2 separate regions of the Anas platyrhynchos genome follow, and region 2 is linked to region 1. Evidence: chromatin contacts called from public Hi-C data. All regions are on one chromosome and are shown on one strand. Each heading gives the region's core, a stretch centred on a gene start, on an enhancer-like site or on the middle of the called end of the contact. The rest is flanking DNA. Distances are from core to core; before and after follow the strand shown. Region 1 overlaps BBX (BBX high mobility group box domain containing). Region 2 overlaps CD47 (CD47 molecule).

The links. Hi-C and Micro-C count contacts between places; a contact is called where the count stands out from the background.
Region 2: a contact with region 1 is called in a Hi-C map of skeletal muscle, with 3 times the contacts expected there. The contact joins two enhancer-like sites. A contact is called at or near these places in 3 of 8 Hi-C or Micro-C datasets (F5 follicle, skeletal muscle and small yellow follicle).

Annotation. Positions count from the first base shown.
Region 1 is chr1:92,181,103-92,185,336 of IASCAAS_PekinDuck_T2T, reverse strand. BBX (BBX high mobility group box domain containing) reads right to left here. Exons shown (of 16, transcript XM_027449484.3): 13 at 1,675-1,764. Among named protein-coding and RNA genes, the nearest start is that of CD47, 69 kb to the left of the region's middle. Within about 2 kb of position 2,141, at least 5 of the 8 cell types and tissues checked have an H3K27ac peak or open chromatin away from gene starts, as enhancers often do. A contact at or near this core is called in F5 follicle, where this site is marked.
Region 2 is chr1:92,237,597-92,242,015 of IASCAAS_PekinDuck_T2T, reverse strand. CD47 (CD47 molecule) reads left to right here. Exons shown (of 12, transcript XR_011803744.1): 7 at 373-468; 8 at 2,030-2,122; 9 at 3,395-3,426. Among named protein-coding and RNA genes, the nearest start is that of CD47, 13 kb to the left of the region's middle. Within about 2 kb of position 2,350, at least 4 of the 8 cell types and tissues checked have an H3K27ac peak or open chromatin away from gene starts, as enhancers often do. A contact at or near this core is called in F5 follicle, where this site is marked.

The sequences.
Region 1 (4,234 bases), core at 892-3,391:
TTTGTTTCAGTCTTGGGATGAACTCAGCACACTGGCCCTACTCCAGCAAATGCACAGACATCTTTCATTATTTAGACGCTGTGACACTATTCACATGCTTAACTTCCAAGGACATGCCTCTGTTGTGTTGGAGTAAGGCCAGGGTATTCAACACTTGTCAGGCTTGAATCTTTGATCATAGTGAATGCTTCACTTTGTATCAAAACAGGCTGTTTTTAAAATTTTTTTTTAATCATTTTGCTTAGCTTCATATTGTATCTACAGATTTTAAAATATAAATATTTTTTACTCAATCTTGTCTTAAATGCTGTTTCTTTTCCTATAGGAGAGTTTAAACACTGTTTTTAAATTTTTATTTATTCATATTAATTTCTCTCCATGGTCAATTAATAATTCGGGCACACAGGATTCTGAATGGCACCCAGTAAGAACTATGCTAATGTGTGATGTCTTCTTCACTCTGGCGTGGAAGCACAACAGTTACTTCTCATGAGCAACTCTAGCAACACGTTTGTTTTACAAAACCAACAAAAAAGAGTATGTAATTTATAAATATTTGCCTTGTTGAATGTAGCACAGCTGACAGAAGCTATGAGGAAAAACAGTGCAAGTGTACCACGGAGGATACAAAACACAGCATCAGGAAAGGAGAAGAAATGACATGGATCAAGCCTCAGGGAAAAGGATTGAGCATAAAGGTAGCTGGGGGAACTGGAGATACAGATTGTCATTTTATTATCTTAAAAAGAGACAGACATGGATGGGATTAAAAGGAAGAAATTCATGGAGCTACTTAAGTAAGAACAAGCAGAGAGGCTCTGCTATATCTCAGGGACGATGTAGGAGAGAACTCCACTGTGGATGATCTGGATAGCATGGAAAAGATGACTAGGGGGTGGAAAGGAGGAAAAAAAAAGGCCCAGGAAACCAGGCTAAGTTATAATCCTGTACATACTGTACATTTGAAAACAACGCTGGGACTTGTGAGTGTATGGGTATGCAGGACCAGAGTGCTCTAACAAGAGAAAGACGTCAGAGCACTACCGGCAGCGTAGAGGGCGGAGCAGATCTGAGGCAGAACTTAAAACAAGAAAATCCTGTAGATGTTATCTTCAATCAGAGGCAAACGGGCAGCTGGTTAAGGTTTCTACAGAGGGAGGGTTGGTTCAAGGATGGCAGGAGTACTCCTGAGAACCAGTGCAGAAACCAGCTCTCATGTTCTGACCAGCTGCAGTCTGCAGAGCTCCAGACAGATGGAAATCAGAGGGAGAGGAGCAAGCAACAAAAATATGACCAAGGGGTAAACAGTACTGCCTCCAATAGGGAAGGGATGGAGATAAGAGCAACCGAAGGACTAGAGAGCTACAAGCAGTGGAAGATAAAGTTCAGGGCCAACTGCAGAACTGCACTTGCTTTGTCAGCTCTGCTGCAGAGTCTGGAGCAGAGAAACTGTAATCAAGGGAGATACCAAGGAACAGAGAAACAGCATTGTACTCGAGTAAGGCAGTATGACCAACCGGAGCCAGGAGCTAATGGAGTCAAAGCAGACAGGGAAATAAGGGACCAAAGCAGTCAAAGGCTAGAGAGTCAGGTAGCCTCTGCCTAGAAGCATCACCCGAGACTGAATTCAGAGAGCAGGCGGACCAAAACCTTAACTAAGTAATGCACCAGTACCTGTGTCCGGAACATTAAGCTTCTCCTTTTTGTGCTTATATTTGCTGACAATTTTGTGGAATAAGTTCTTTTTCTGAGACTGGAATGAACCTACAGACAACATTAATAATACATACTTTTAATCAGCAGTTTTAGAAAGAGCACAACAGTCACAGCATGTACTATAAACCTCCCCTTCCACTAATGCAGGATGCCATTTCATGGTGAAGCACAAAAACTAACACCCACTGCGCTCTCTGGAGGCTCTCTATCTAAGCAGGCTGTACTCCAACCCACCACCTCTCTATGCAAAAGTGTCCCGGAGCATTTTGCAGAACGGTGACCTTCAGAAAGCTCAGCCATACAATAAAACAAGAGCTTTGTTTGTTTGTTTAAAGACATGCGCCCTTTCAGATGTGTAGTGGGATGGCTGCTTTCTTCGCAGCAGCCTGTATGGTGCTGTGTTTGAAACTGGTGACCCAAACAGTGTCGATAACGCACTGGTGATTAGTGGTTGCTGAGCAGTGCTTGCACAATGCCAAGGCCTTCTGTTCCTCCCTCTGTGCCCCAGGGCGAGGAGTGCCCCACTGGGGGGGCACAAGAGGTGTCAGGGGACAGGGCCACGACAGCTGGCCCCAGCAGGCCGAGGAGATATCTCATACCATACGGTGTCACGCTCAGCAGTAAAACTGGGGATGGGTTTCCAAAGCAGCCGCAGCTCAGGGCCTAGCTAGGCATGGGTTTGTTGGTGGTGAGTGAGTAATTTTGCTTCGCTTGTTTCTTGTTTTTATCCTGTCACTTATTAAACCACTTTTGTCCCAACCTACACACGTTTTTGTCCTCACTTTCACCCTTTCTGGTTCTCTCCCTCATCCCGCTGTCAGGGGAGTGACTGGGTGAGGCCGTACCTACCAGGCATGGTCAACCCCCGCAGGACCAGGAGTTAGGTTTGCCTTTTTGGTGACCAGAAATAAGTTTATAGTAAGTGCATAAGTAAAAGCTCCCAGGAGAGTAAGGTGAGGGTGTACCCTGCTGACGGTACCGTTCCTACTTTGACAGTGGAGTCTTTGCTAGTAACGGTCAGAAGGCATTTTACAGGGCAGCAGACAAAGCATGCCACTAGCAGAAGCCATTAGGAACCATCCTTTGACTCACTAATGGAGATACAGCAGCAAAGAAATAACAGACACATTATTTCTACACTGCAAAGCCACTTTTAGGCAGTTACTTTTCAGAAACAAGCTGCACATCAAAATCTTATTTCCGAAGATACAGCAGGTGAGCACCTCTTCAGGCTAGCTCCGAACAGACCTGCCCAAACAGAAAGGAGATGTGCTGCAGATGCCAGGACAGCTCACAGCCTAACGAGAGGGCATCCTTCCCAGCTGCACTCTAGCAGGAACTGCACGCCATCCACCACACCGACCTCCTCTGCTCCTCCTCATCCTTACAAGAAGCCAGACACACACTGGCTACTGAGACAACTGTAAATGTGTAGTAATGTGATCAAGGTGAGTTCACATCATGCATCTGCAGTTTTCGATCACTACCCAGCTCTGTATGTGGGGAATGAAGGAGAAAAACATGTAGTGCAGGCAAGGAGAACAGCATTCATAGAAACTAGCTTCTGTTTGAATAATACACAGAGAACAGTAAAACCCAGACAGGAACAGACAGAAAAATCCTAAAATTTTGTATACTTGGCTTTGTAGTTCACTGATGCCCTTTTTTTAAAAAAACAAAACAAAACAAAACAAAATAACAAACTACTAAAGATATCAAATTTTGGGAAAAAGTGAATAGTATCACAAAAAATCCAGATGTCAAACAACAAACCAAAGCAAAAACAAAAACAAAAACCAATCCAGGCTAGACACCATCAGCTTTAATTTTGTTTTTTTAATAGAACTTGTAGAGAAAATACTGTAAAGTTCAACAGAATAGGCCGTATTCATTCAAACTAATTCAAGTGTCTTTCTGCAGATTTTATAGTAGGTTCCTGAGTATCACAGAGTTGGATAGGCAGTATTGTGCCAGTAGACGAAAAATGCAAAATAAGTCATGAAAAAGCTCAAGCAGGTTGAGGGAAAGTGTACCTAGGCTTTTCTGACGACTAAGGTCGAATGTTTAATTCATATCAGCAGAGACAAATCTTTCCAAAACAGTTCCACCAGACACAGAGGAAGAGATATGCAAGAGATAATTCAGGACATAATTTTTACTGTTTTCTCTCTCTCTCTTCTTCTTTTTTTTTTTTTTTTTTCCAACTTAACAAATAAGTGGTTTGTAGGTGCTTGGAATAAGCAACATTTTACATGGTATTACAGAAATCTCCACTGCTACAGCTCGGCTTGCACCCTACAAACTGCTTTATTCCACGGACTATCAGTGAGTGCCAGCAACTGAACAGAATAAATGAGATTAAAAACTCCCCAAAAGATGACAGTTGTTGCATGGATAAGGAAAGCTATGTCTTAAATTTCTCTTTTACCATCAAAGAACACTTCAGATAAGCTTGTATCTGCACCACATAGCAGATGCTAGATGGTTCATAGCACATGCTACTTGCATGTAAAATTCT
Region 2 (4,419 bases), core at 1,101-3,600, 56 kb before region 1:
CTGACCTTCCTAGTTTCTCAAAGTAAATTAACCTTTGTTTGTCTGAGTTGCTTCAGGGAAGATGTATAAATTGAGAAAAGAGATTTAGGGTAAGACATCTGAATGATTCCTGCTCTTCCTTCCTTGGCCTTGAGACTGGGATGAATGTCTAACTCTCGGAATGTATGTTTTATTTCTTCTGCTTAAGGTTTATTTATAATTTTTCGCTATGCATGCACAAAATAGTTCCCTGAGTGACTTTTGTAATTTTTGTTATGCTGGCTGAGTTTGGAATTTAGGAGAACCTGAACGTTCCTTGTGTGAATGATCTACCTTTCATATTTCTGTAGTTGATACTATAAAATGACAATTTTATTTTTTTGTCTTTTCCAGTTCTCGTTGATGTAACACGTAAAGGATATATTCTGATAGGTCTTCAGTCTTTTGGTTTTGTAGTTGCTCTTGTTGGTTTTGCACTGTGCATCTCAGGTAAGCAATATACCTTCTGTAAAAGTGTCTTTTTACCTTTTAACACAAAGATGTTGTGAAAATAGCTGTACATTAAGTGTTAATGATTAAGTCATGTAAATAGGAGTACTGTGTTAATGCTCTTTTATCTGACGAAAGAAGAATAGCCCAAAGGCAGTTTAATAAGTATTACTGTATCCATCATGGCTGCATTCTATGAGCTGTTGCTTTAAAAATTAACTTCTAAAATCGTTTTCATTTTTGCAACAGTTGGTTGCACCCTGTAGTCACCTCAAACAAATGCTGACCTTTGTTACTGGTGTTCTTAGTAAGGCCTAAAGTACAAAATAAATCCCAAATAGAAACATAATTGTTTTCTAGTGTTCAATGAATAAATCAGAAATTCCTTGTTAATCTCTGTCTGTATGCAAATGACAACTGAATTGCTGGGAGTTGGATATCACTGAAACAGCTTAAGAAGGCATATCTGGAAGTAGTAACAGAGAAAAGGGTGAACTTAGGAGTAGCCATCCTTGGCAGCGTATTTAGTTGTAGCATACATACTGCGGTTCATCTAAGCATTTGGATGTCCAATTTATTGCTTCTTAAAGACATTTTCATTTTATTAATTTATTTGATTTGGGATTTAAGGAAGTGTTTCTCCTTGCAATGGTTTCTGAAGGTTTCTCTGCTTTGAGTGAAATTATGGACCTTTCAGTAGAGCCCTGATTTGTAAGGGGCACATAAGTGTTGTCAAGTAGTATGTAATAGTGAAATACACAAGATTTCTGGTAAAGTGTTACCTTCTAACATGATCCAAAATGGAGTATGTGTTTGTGTTCTCAAATAGAAAATCACCCTCTCTTTTCATTGAGGATTTTTTTTTACAGCTCATAGAAGGTAGATGTTAGCTCTATCTCTGGAATTTTAGGTCTGGGACCCTTAAGTATCAGTAGGTTATCCTACGGTCAGCTCACAGGGAGCTGCAATGACTTCAAGGCCCTGGAAAAATGGGTGGTTTACAAGGATCAGAGAACAAGGGAGTTTCTGGAATGGACTCCAGGTAGCTTGTAATAGCCAATTTCTGCTCTGTAAACTTGAGAGCATTCCTGTTATTTGTAGTGTACTTGAATCAGAGCTATTCTTATGTTCTTCTTCCTTGTAAAGGGGAAAAAATGGAGGGGGGCATGTGTGGAAATGTAGACCCCCTTTTTTTTTTTTTTTTTTTTTTTTACCATGTTCTATTAATAACACTACTGTATTTTGTAATCTAATGCTATTGTTGGAAAAAAAAATGGGGTCAAAGATAAAAGTTAAATATAAAATGTAAATAATGTAATTAATCACAGTGAATGTCAGTTGAATACTACAGCTGAAGTGTTACCAGGATAAATTAATAAATGCCTTAGTGTCATTAAAGACCATAGAGCCAAAAAAAAAAAGTTGTAAAAGTAGCTTTGGGAGGGGCTCAAAAGAAATTAGTCACTTCTGGTTTTATCAGGCTTACTTATTTTAGTATTTATATCTGAAAAGTTTGTGTTTTTACTTGTGTCGTATGATACAATATCTTGTTTCTTAACAGCCTGTCCTTCAGAACTTCTCTCTGTTGTAATTGCCGGCTTAGCTGTTATGGCTTTTGAGGATCTGCTTGCTCTGCTTTATATGTATACTAGTTGTAAGTAGCATCTAATATTCTGCATTGATTTTATTTATTTTAGATTTCACAATTACATAGTTAAAAGTAATTACTGAGAAATTGTATATAATGGCATTTGTTTCATAGACTGTGGAGAATCTGTAGTAAAAAAAAAAAAAGAAGTTTTAGCTTATAATAAACAGCCCTGGGTTTCCCAAGTAAGAGTGTTTCATCTGTAAGATAAATATTGTTGTTTTAAGATCTGAGTTTACGCAGTTGCCAAGCTGAAGGTTAGGACTAAAAGAGCAAACAGATTTCGAAGACTCTGTGGAGTAAGTTACAGGATGGTGCATATAGTAAATATGCTCAGAATACGAATTCGAAGAAGCAAAATCTGCCTAATGATTTCCGTGGGTTAGATGAAGGCTAAAATAAGAGCAATTTGAATGAGGACCTCTTGTTTTAATCAGTCCTGTTTTTTCTTATACTTAATTTTAAAAGCCAGGAGCAAAGGATAGCAATGCTTTGTTTCAGAAACTGGTCTGTTCACCAGATCTCAAAATGACTTGAAGGTGTAAAGTCTGGTCAGGCCTGCTAGGTCGGCAAAAAGCACATCAATGCTGTGGGATGGAATGTGGTACAGACATCTCTAAGCTGCCACACCACAGCATAACACTATGTGGACTTTATAACTTGTGTGTAAGAGAGCAGGGTAGCTTTATTTGCTTCAAGCTGTGCATGAAGGCTCTTCAAACAGCTTGTTAAATTGGATGTGGAACCATACAATTGAAGATATATTGCTTCCAGACTTGAGCTGACTTGAGTCTGCTCAGTCCATAGTCTGCACTGAACTATGCAGTTTCAGTATGTGCACACCGTGTGTGGGGATGGTCAGAAATAACAGACCCCGAGACAGGGAGGAATTCCATTAAAGCAGAAAATAAGGTAGAAGGCCCAATATCTGAGATTACAATAAGTCAAAATGTGACAGAGGTGAAGTGAGCCTTTTAACAATAATAACATATTTTTTGTTGATGTCAGGCTACTTATGAAGCTTGTACAAGCACAAAGAATAGTGTGTAATGTAACTTATTAGAGCTGAATGCCTTGAGTGGGATATTTTGGATCACACATTTAGTTCCTAAACAGGAGTGCTTAGCGGCGTTTAGAATTTGGAGATCATGTTAAATAAGTTTGGATAGAGGAAGCTGCAATTTTGTGTGTTGCTACTGTTTTCCAAATTTTATTAGTAGGTGTTCTTATTTGGCTGATCATTTGTTCATTTTTGCTTTTTTTGGTAATTGTTTTTAGGTTCCAGAATGAAAGATCATCAAACTCCAAGGGTAAGCTTAAAATTAATAAATTTGGGGTGACTAGATGGCTCAGGGGATTGTAGTGAGATACTGAGCCTTTCTTCACTAGTTCGAATTCAGACCAGGTTGGTAGCAAGCAAAAGTTATGGCTGTGTAACAGATGTCTAATGTTGAGTGACTTGGTGGTCTTCATTGTCCCTATTGAGTGCGTCTATAGTACTGTAATTGCCACCCTTACCAAGTGTTGTGCTCAAATAGAGCTTTTAAAGGGCTGTCACAAAAAGGTGGTGGATGTGAACGGAAGTTTTGGTGTCTTTAAATGCACTCTTAGCCATTAATTTTTTTAAGACCATTGGTTAATGTTTTTTTCATTAAGGTGAGTGCAGAATATTGTTTTTGTTTGTTTTATTTTTTTTATATAGGTGGCTTATAACAAAGACTTAGCATTGGGTTGATTTTTTGTGGCCTTCTGAACCAGAACCCTTTAATGTTTTCTGGAATTCCTAACTATGCAAATTCTGTAGCCTTGACATTTTCCTCTTACCTTCCTGTAATGTCCTTTAATTTGTCGAGACCATCTGAAAGCAGAGTGCCTGTCTCTGAGGCACACAGAAGAAATGGAAAAGCACTTTATTTCTTTAAGAAGCTTTTTCATGCATTTTTTCTTAGACTTAAGCAGTTCTTTCTGGTGTCCCATGAATGTGAGCTGTCTGATTTCTGGAATTTTGCAGAAGCAAGTAAAAAGGCACAAATATAAAATATCAGTAGAAGTTTGTTGTAGCAGGGGAGCACAGCAAATATGAAGTCATCCCATTTTCATGAATGCCAGTCATCATTTGAGACACATTCCTAGGTCTCCTTTTCAGCCGATAGCCTGAGACCTAGCTGTTGAAAAAGGCCAGTTTCTAACAGAGGGGCAGGAGAGCTTGAAAACACACTTTTTTTCTTGTTTGCTTTTTCTCCATTCCCGTTGTAAGGAATAGTATTTCAGAGGATTGATTCCTTACTTAGGGAGGGAACATA